Linked DNA regions of Anas platyrhynchos: region 1 is linked to region 2. A link is a contact called in public Hi-C data. All regions are on one chromosome and are shown on one strand. The core of a region is the stretch at or near the end of the contact, and the rest is flanking DNA. Distances in the headings are between cores, read along the strand shown.

Evidence for each region. Hi-C and Micro-C count contacts between places; a contact is called where the count stands out from the background.
Region 1: a Hi-C map of liver shows a contact between it and region 2, with 4 times the contacts expected there. The contact joins two enhancer-like sites. A contact is called at or near these places in 3 of 8 Hi-C or Micro-C datasets (liver, skeletal muscle and subcutaneous adipose tissue).

What each region holds. Positions count from the first base shown.
Region 1 is chr1:35,873,624-35,878,169 of IASCAAS_PekinDuck_T2T, reverse strand. No RefSeq gene overlaps it. Among named protein-coding and RNA genes, the nearest start is that of GNS, 23 kb to the left of the region's middle. Within about 2 kb of position 2,724, at least 4 of the 8 cell types and tissues checked have an H3K27ac peak or open chromatin away from gene starts, as enhancers often do.
Region 2 is chr1:35,784,850-35,789,485 of IASCAAS_PekinDuck_T2T, reverse strand. All of the region lies in intron 1 of RASSF3 (Ras association domain family member 3), which reads right to left. Among named protein-coding and RNA genes, the nearest start is that of RASSF3, 11 kb to the right of the region's middle. Within about 2 kb of position 2,030, at least 1 of the 8 cell types and tissues checked has an H3K27ac peak or open chromatin away from gene starts, as enhancers often do.

The DNA of each region.
Region 1 (4,546 bases), core at 1,475-3,974, 88 kb before region 2:
AAGCTTCTAAAGAAGTATTTCTGCACTTACCTTAATTTCTGCTTCAGTGACGTAGCAGTGTTTCATTAATGTTAGCTGAAAACAGCTACTTGAAGGACTTTTTTTGATTCAGGTTATGAAAACTAGAAAGTTTACTGTAGCACTACAAGAAAATGCATCTCTATTACCTAGGTGCATCTTCCCACTGTGCTTAAAGATGTAACTGATAGCCCAAGTGACTTTCCACATGGGTCATGGAAGCTTTCCACACTGCCTCCTTTTGTCATTGCTTTCTAAGAGCAAGTCGTGTATGAAGAAAAATGAAGAATGATAAAGGATTCACATTCAAGGAAAAAAAGGATGGTAATGCTAATACACAGTTTTTAGATGTTATTCTCTTCAGATTAAGCTGTCATTTAATCATATGATGATATCCACTGGACTGTCTAAAGTTGTCGGTCCTGTAATAGCTCGTTAATCTTAAAATAGAGTTGGTGCCAGGTTGCTCAAGGTGTGGATGGTACTTGAACCTAGTCGAGCTGCCAAAAGAAACTCTTTTTCTTAGAAACAAAACAAACACACACCAAAAACAAGAGGACTAAGAGGTACTTGATGGAATACAACTGCATCACCAACCTCAGTTTTTCCTGTACAAGTTCTGGGGAATAGGTAGCAGGGCTCCTAGAAAAAAAAAAAAAAAAAGTAACATGTTTAGTCACAACAGGGTGTGTGACTCTTGCTTGGCAAGAAGGACTTTGCAGATTTAGATTCCTATAGCAAACTCCCCTTATTTTGTGTAAAGGGTCCTTCACCTGCGTTGAAAATATGTCTCTATAAACAAAGGGATGAGTGCTTGTGAATGTGGGCTATTTTTGTTAGTGCTGATTTTTCTGCTTTAGAAATGAGTTCTCAGTGTTACTGCAAAACTGCTGTTATGTTTCAATATATAAAAAATTAACCAATCCTCAAGTATTCCACAAAAACTGAAGTTAGTTTGTGTTGGGATACTGGCATGCTGAACAATAAAGTTCAAGCAATGTCTCTTGCATTTCAAAATGAAAAAAATAGCAAGTTCTTTCATACTTTTCATGCTTTAAAAAAAATGTGACTTCAGGTGACACATAGTTAATGCTATACAGCATCAAAATTACTTCTGAAATAAGTAAATAGGTATAAAAATCTTTGGCAGTAGACAGAACTGTTCATCCCTACCTAGACTTAACTAAAAGTATTTTAGTCTGAGTTTCCAGCAGGAGCCCTGTTAACTGCACACCTTCCATTTACATTTTAGGAAAGAAAATAGAGAAATACAAATAAGACACATCTTCAAATTGATTACAAATGTATAGTATAAACTAACATAGTACTTTGTATCCAGGAGGAGAATAAAGTTTAACATGCTGTATGATTCCACATATGCTGTTTTCTGCTATTAATATGTAGTCTTCACAGGAAACAGTGCAATCCCATTTGTGATGTACAAGCCACCGAGCACCGTTCTTGCTGTTCCTGTTAGAGGATCGCTAGTAGCCCAAGACGAGATGGTTTCTTTCTATTACCTCCATTGTATATTTTCTGAAAGAAGAGGTTATCAAAAACACCAGGTTTCAATTAGAACAGGAACTATTCGGAAGTTGTGTTCACCTAAATCAGTTAAAAGCAGACTCAGAGATGGCATCCTTGTAAAAACAGTAAACTCAGGGCACCTGGAGGAGTACATAGCATACAGCAGTGAGCTACAGCACCCTCACAGACAGAGGAACACGGGGGCTCCAGGCCCTCAGCTCCACACCCATCGTTCTGCAGCTCCTGCTCCAGCAGGGCGCTGAGGCCTGTGAACAAGTACAGCCTCTTCAAATCAAACTGGGAAGCACTCACGAGTGTTTGGTTAAGCAAGAAACCAGCTGATGTTTTACTTTTGATCAGGCAGCTTTGAATTACGTAAACACAAGCCTCGTGAGGAAGAAATGGCTTTTGTGTACCAGCACCCGCCTGTCAGGCTGAGAGACAAAATGGCGGATGAGGTGGCCATGAGGCACTCCCAAACATACATGTAAGTCTGAGTGCTTTAAGAAGCAGCAAGATATCCATACGTGGTTTCAGCTAGTCCTTTCCCCCCCCACCCCCCCCCTTTTGTAACCTGGATGTTGAGTCCCATCCCTTATTAAATTTATTTCCCTTCACGTGACTTTTCTTGCTTAATTTTATCCAGAACTCTCTGTAAGTAAAGAAGACTCAGTGTGCACTTTATGCCTGGGACTTCACTGAATTTCAGCTTTACAGCCAGTCCGTTCCAGATAAACTCTTATTCAAAGGGCATGACTAAACAGCAAAGATGCCTTCAGGCACACCGGCAGTTTGCTGCCATGCTCTTACTGCAGCACAAGAGCACGCTGGTAGGACGATACCACACAGAGAGCACCACGTTGTAAGGATCCAGACACAACAGTTTCTTTGGGCAGTCACACCCTGAGCTCACTTCAGCCCAAGGCCGCAGGGTCTCGCCAGGCCGTGTTAAGGTACTCGTCTGCCCTGCGACATGGCACGTGGTGCTGCCGGCACAAAAATGGACAGGATAATATATCTATTATGTATAAATATAATCATGCAAACCAAAGCCAAGCTCAATCTATTTCCTGTTGACTGTTGCATCACTTTTTTTCCTTGATAACAGGAGTGTTTTGTCTCCTGTCCCTGGACTGACTTTGTACAGGCCAAATTAAGGATCCACCACAATCATGTTACCATCCCAATCCATTCAGGCTCCATGGGGCCAGCCACATGTTGGTTCATGGTCTGGAGGTCCTGACACACACGTAGGAAGACGTGTAAAACCAGGAGATTGAGCAATCACAGATCCTGAAATGCAAAGGCTGAAAAGCACTATAAACTATTCACCTTGAATAAATCAGATCCTGAAAAGCATCCCTAAATAGTCTCTTAAAGTGACTTGCAATGGAAGTGACACTATAGTGTCTGTGCAGTCATGTCTGTTCCTTCAGTTCCATAGGAAACAATTTGCTTCCAACCTTCAGCAATATTCAGCACTACTCCATTTCCAAACAACTTTAAAGGTGGCTGAGGACCTGGTAGGATTACTGACTCAGTAAAACAATAAGGATTACCTGCTGCTTCATTTATATCCCCAAGAAATAGATTGGAGAAAACTGCTTTTAGGAAAGATTTAGCCAACTGCTTTGCCTCAGCTGCGGGACCCAGTTCCCCAGATCCTATGAGAGCAGTCCTCAGCTAGAAATACAGAAGCCAGGCACATGGTGCTTACTGTTTTTGTAGTGAATGATTTTTCATTTTTTTTTTCCCCTGAGAGCAATGAAGTTAGTGAAACTTGACACCCTGCACTTTTCTGACCCAATGCCCTCTGCCCCACGTCACGTATTTTCCCCCATCGTGGCCCTTTGTTGAGCAGGGGACAGCAGCACATCAGTAACACAAGCTGACCGACCGTCTGGCAGCTGCCAGAAGTTAACAGCTGAGCCCTGGTCTCATTCTGAATGGATCAATCTTTTTGGTCTCATTTTGGGCCTTTTAACTTCCACACAGCCAATCATTTTCAAAAGATTAAAAAAATAAATAAAAATGAGAAATCTTTGAGAATTCTTTAAATTTTTGAAAGGGACTGAGGCAAATAAAACATACGTCTTACTTTTTATATATTTTTATATTTGAACAAAGCAGAAAGAGCAATAACAAATTGGAGATTAGCACAAATGCGAGTTGCTCACATGTTTGTTTTAAATAAACACGGTACATGTAAAACTTATCTTCAGACTTTTCTGCGTTAGCAGTGACCTAAGGCATCAAGGACAGAACTGCACATCCACAGAGATGTTCTTCTGCTATCGATTAAATTCAGTGAAAACATTAGCAAAGCTCCCACAATCACTGTTTTTCTCCTTGGATCCTGCAACATTATCAGCTGGCCAGAATAGGCAGGAGATAAAAGAAAATCATCATAACAACTGATTTGAGACAAGAAAATAACCCTTCTCCTAGGACATTAAAATCTTAAGGAAAATAAACAAACAAACAAATAAATAAATAAAATAAATTGTGATGTTTTTCTTTTTTTTCTTTTTTTTTTTTTTTTTGTTTCTTTTTCCCCTTTTAACTACCATAAAAATACCAAAACATGTGAGTTTGCACTAAAGGACTGGGCACTCTTTCGACTGCTTAGCAGCTGCTTTGTCCTCTGCTTGTAATGTCTATAAATTAACAAGGCAAAAACATTGCAGAAAGTCTGCAGATCTTACGATGTTGTATTGTAACTCCAAAAACTTCTGTTTGATACCCGACTACTGTGGAGTATCAAAGGAGAAACACCAGCAGGGATGAGGCCACTCCTTCCAAAAACAGCGCAGGTGCATCCTGCTCCTTTCTGGTGAGCCCGGGCTGTGAAATAGCAGTGGGAACATTCCTCTGATTTCTCCTTAATTCACACAGGCTGAACTGAGGTAGACATTATTTTCTTTAAATGTGACCTGCTTTTTCAGCCAAGCCTTGTTCATGTTTAAAAATGTGCATTGTTACTTGGCAGCAGGCATTAAAA
Region 2 (4,636 bases), core at 781-3,280:
ACCACTTTGCCATGTAAATTCTTCTAATCTACTGTTTCTCTGCAGACTCCGCTTCCAACAGGTACATGGCTGTGGCTACTGGCCATGAGGCCCTGTGTGGGATACACACATCCCGCAGAGAGGATCCTCTGCCATATTCCTGGGCACAGAAAGATCATGAAGCAGACTTGACTGGCCTCCTAGGTCAATGCTCCAAGAAGCCTGCTACTACAAGAACCTCTAGAAAGCCAGCGAAACCATCTTGTTACTGGAGTGGCCCAGGAGGGCTGACTAAGACCAGAAGATGTAGCCAGATGTGCCTCCTCCTTCAAGCAGATGAACACTGCTGCTGGAAAGCAGACATTCTCTCTCATTCAATTCCTGCTTCCTACAGCTGTTGCAGCCCACTTGACGGTATTAGAAAGCGAGCATGAATATAAACAACACAGGAAAAAGGCTTTCAAAGTGCTGGTGCTAAAGCTAGGCTTCAAGATTTAGAATTTCAATCATTTATATAAATGCATTTTTCTTCAGTTTTGCTAAAATCCTTTTTTTTTTTTTCTTTCACACAGCTGGCAAATACCATTTGGATTACAATCTTCCATCAGTAAAAAACAAACAAAAGCTCCTCAAACACTCATCTATCAATGCATCTAATATATTCACACATTTTACTAGTTAAATAATATGTCTGATAAATAATAGTCTATAAAATGCTATTTGTTGTAAGACCCTAAAACTGAAGCTAAAAATCAAAGGAATGTGATTGCAAATAAGTGATTTAACAAGGAGAGTTAAGCAGTGATCTCTCTGTAACTTTAAAGAATTGCAGCTTTGTCAATACTAGCCCATGAAAGTTCATTCTCTAATACACAACTCTTTATGATGAATGCTGACTTAATGAACAGTCATCTTGAGCAGATAAAGTCACGCTCAAAAACTAAAATGAGACAAGTTACTGACTGTACCAATATCATCCTGGATGAAACAGGATGTACTGGTTACAAGGAACAAGTTTTATATTACAGTATAAATCAAATGCAGGCATGACACTTTAAAATATGCTCAGTTTAATTGGTTTCTATGACAAGAAAAAAAAAAAAAGATACATCTATATTCTACACAGAAGATGCTTCTAATGTTTAATGGATATTTGAAAATAAAGGTATTCCTTCAAATTCATATCTGAGACTGTTCTTTGATTTACATCTTTCTTACTTTGGACCAAGAAATTGATCTTATTTCTTAGAAATAGAACCTTATTTCTTAGGGAAAAAAAAAATAAATATATATATATATATATATATATACATAATTTCTTTGGATCCTAAGCAGAGAATCATATTAACAGGAAATTATTAAGAGGTACTTTAAGTTTGGTTCCCATCCTGCCCTCTCACCAAGCCCAAACAGGCACCTCTGGAGGTTCTTGTGATTTTGACTCACAAGAAATGCTTGACACACATTTACATGAATTTTGCAAAGATCCCCATACCAGCAGCTGTCATTTCTTTGTGGCTGCAAATGTGTTTCACCCCACATCCTAGCATTGTGCAAACCCAAGCATTTACATAGGCACCAGATAGAACTGACTCTGTCAGGCCAGCCACCCCATCTGTAACCATCACAGCCCCATTGGGGTGAGGAAACCTGCCCTGGGAACAGGATAAACTCCTGCAACCGGCTCTATTTGCAGCTTCTCATGGCGACTGAGGTACAATTAGCAGCCTGCTCATGGCCCAGACCTGCTAGATCGTGTATTTGCATATATTTGGACCTCAGCAGAGGACGGGTGCTTTAACTGACAGAATGGTGCAGAACCCAGCCCAAATGCTCACCATCTTTTTGTCCATGAAGTGTGTTTTACCAAGCTGGGGTTTGGCTGCTGCACACACACACAAATGCTGTATTACTCACCAGCTTAAGATTCAGATTTAAGATTTCCAACACCAGTCCAGATAAACTGTGTGGGTATGGGCACCCCTTTAGGAGGGGGCAGGCAGGTGGGAAGCCAGGACTGACATGCCAGGGCAGCTCATCCAGGGAATGGCAGGAGACATTGCCATCTAGCTGCCCCTTTAGGAACTGGGATGGAGGAGTTTGCCTGGATGAAGCATCTTGGAGTGGCCACTGTTCGCCAGGTGAGTGTGCTGGCAGCAGTCACAGAGAAAGTCCCTGACCATTGAGAGAGGATTGCACATTCCTCATACATGTAAAAAGTGTGCGTGCGGTAGGGTTAATACCTATCTTGAGCTACTAAATTCTACAGTGGCTCTTTGATGCTCAAATGTCTTTGAGCACCTGGCTGTGAGCGATGTAGGAATATAAATCCCATTGATTTACTCTAGAGCTATCAAAGAATTAAGTCAATTTAATCTGCATGCAAAAAACATTCCTATTTTTATCAACGTGGCAAGCTCAGTCTCATGTTCTCTCCCTCCTTCTAGTGCGTGCCAGCAGGCTCCAGCTGGGACTTGTCACTGCAGACTCTTTCACAAAGGTGGGATCCCATATTATCAGCCTATAAAAAGGCTTGTGCTCCTGGGGACTCCTGTGCCTGCTTTGGGTTGATAATGGTCTTTGTGCACTCCTGCAGCAACAGAACATCCCATGCTTGCCAGACCACCCAGAAAAATAAATAAAAAAATAATAAAATAAAATAAAATAAAATAAAATAAAATAAAATAAAATAAAATAAAATAAAATAAAATAAAATAAAAAAAGTTTGTAAACAAGACTGAATTATGTTCACTTCCTTCAATCAAGGTAAGGGTCAAAACAGAAATTTGCAATAGCTTTTTGCAACAAGCTCCTTGGGCAGATAACACTCCTTCTGCTGTGAGCTTTGAGGACCAAGCATGAAACAAGGAAATTGAGAATGGGGCATTTCAACCCCATAACTTGATCCTCCCCATGTACCTGGCTGGCTTGTTTTCTGAGGCCCCCTTCTAGGGACTGTGTTATACTGCCAAAAAACACCTTAACATTCAGTAGCTTTTTTCAACTCCCTGTTGCATGGTGATGCCTATTGTTTTCCAAAGCTCTGCACACGAAAACTGTGAGACGTGGTGAAGCCTCAACCCGTTAATTAATGGAAAGACTTCATTATTGGCTTCACAGCCAATTTTATCCATGCTTTGCAGCAGATGAGAAGGGAATGTGATGAGCTCCTACTGACACTAACAGATCCCAGAGATAACCACTTGCTGGCAGACAGGACTGACATTTCTGACTGCCAAAGCAGCTAGGGGTGGGGAGGCCAAATTCTTCCACACAGTAACTTCAAACAAGGGATCATGGACAAAACTCAGCAGGCATCTCGATATATCACCTTGTCTAGCCTTTCCTGATGGACTTCAGAGAGTGCTTTTGATGCATGCCGCAGCAGAAGGTGCACCTATCGTGCACAGGTTTGTGAGGTAAAATGGCAGTGAAGATGCCATGGCCCTGAAGAGCCAGAACTTGCGTATGAAGCTCATAAAACCCAGCAGCCCAAAGCCCTTGCTGAAGTTCCCTGCTGAATACAGGGGCTGGCGAGGCACACCAGCCCCGAGCAGCTGGGTTTCCTCCTGTGGCTCTCTCAGAGCACACGCTGAAAATCGCAGTAATTTACCTTCAGTGAGCACCTGGCCCAGGAACACGTGGCTGCATGCATCTCTGAGCTGAAAAAGTGATGGAAAATAGTTGAAGAATTACTGTTTAAAAAGGCAAAAAAAGGGTTCAAAGTATTCATGCAGTTCCACTATGTGTCATGCTGGTGTTTGGTGATTTCCACTTGCTGCGATTGCTAGTCTCTTCCTAACATTAAAGATCTAAGATAATGGGGAGAAAAAAACCTTCCACAACAATAAATAAATAAATAAATAAATAAATAAATAAATAAATAAATACACACTCTCATCTCTCTATTCTCTATGCAAGATTCAACAAAAATGTAACTGTTTTTGAAACCATTTACTCTAGTGCCCTCTATTGATGAACACCAAAACCAACTGGCATAAAATTAACTTTCAAATTAGCATACTCTTTTGGTTTTCCTTTTCTTTGGAAGAAACTTGACCAAAAAACAAGAACTGGAATGAAAAGCATGGCTTACGTCTAGCTACCTGTGCTGCCAAGGGGCTGCAAGCCCACAACCAGATCAGAGGTATTTAACTCACTCTTCTTTGTATAACTGGCACAGAGAGAAATAGGGGAAAAGTTGAATCAAGCCCATCAGACTAAGTGAAGCTTAGTGCAAAAAATGTTTGTGCTTGTTCAGCAAAACGAGTGTTTTGCAGTGGTCACCTCCAACACTGAGCACAGCTCTGCTCTGGGTGTGTTCTGCATGCTGCCTCCCAGCGCAGTCTGTGTTGATATATCAGGCTGTAATGTTACGTTATCTCTTTAAAAGAGGAAGTTCCACACTAATAATTTATTACTGTTACTCCACATAAATGGCCAATCCACAGCTTTTATTTCAGATGTTATGAGTCACTATTCTGAGCCTGATAATGGACCTTGAAGCATGTATCTCAGGGAGGCGTGGAGTTTAATGCATGCAGTTGGTCATCCTTTTTTCTTCCTGTTGTCTTCAACAAGCTCCCATGGAAGGAAGGAAGGAAGGAAGGAAGGAAGAAAGGAAGGAAGGAAGGAAGGAAGGAAGGAAGGAAGGAAG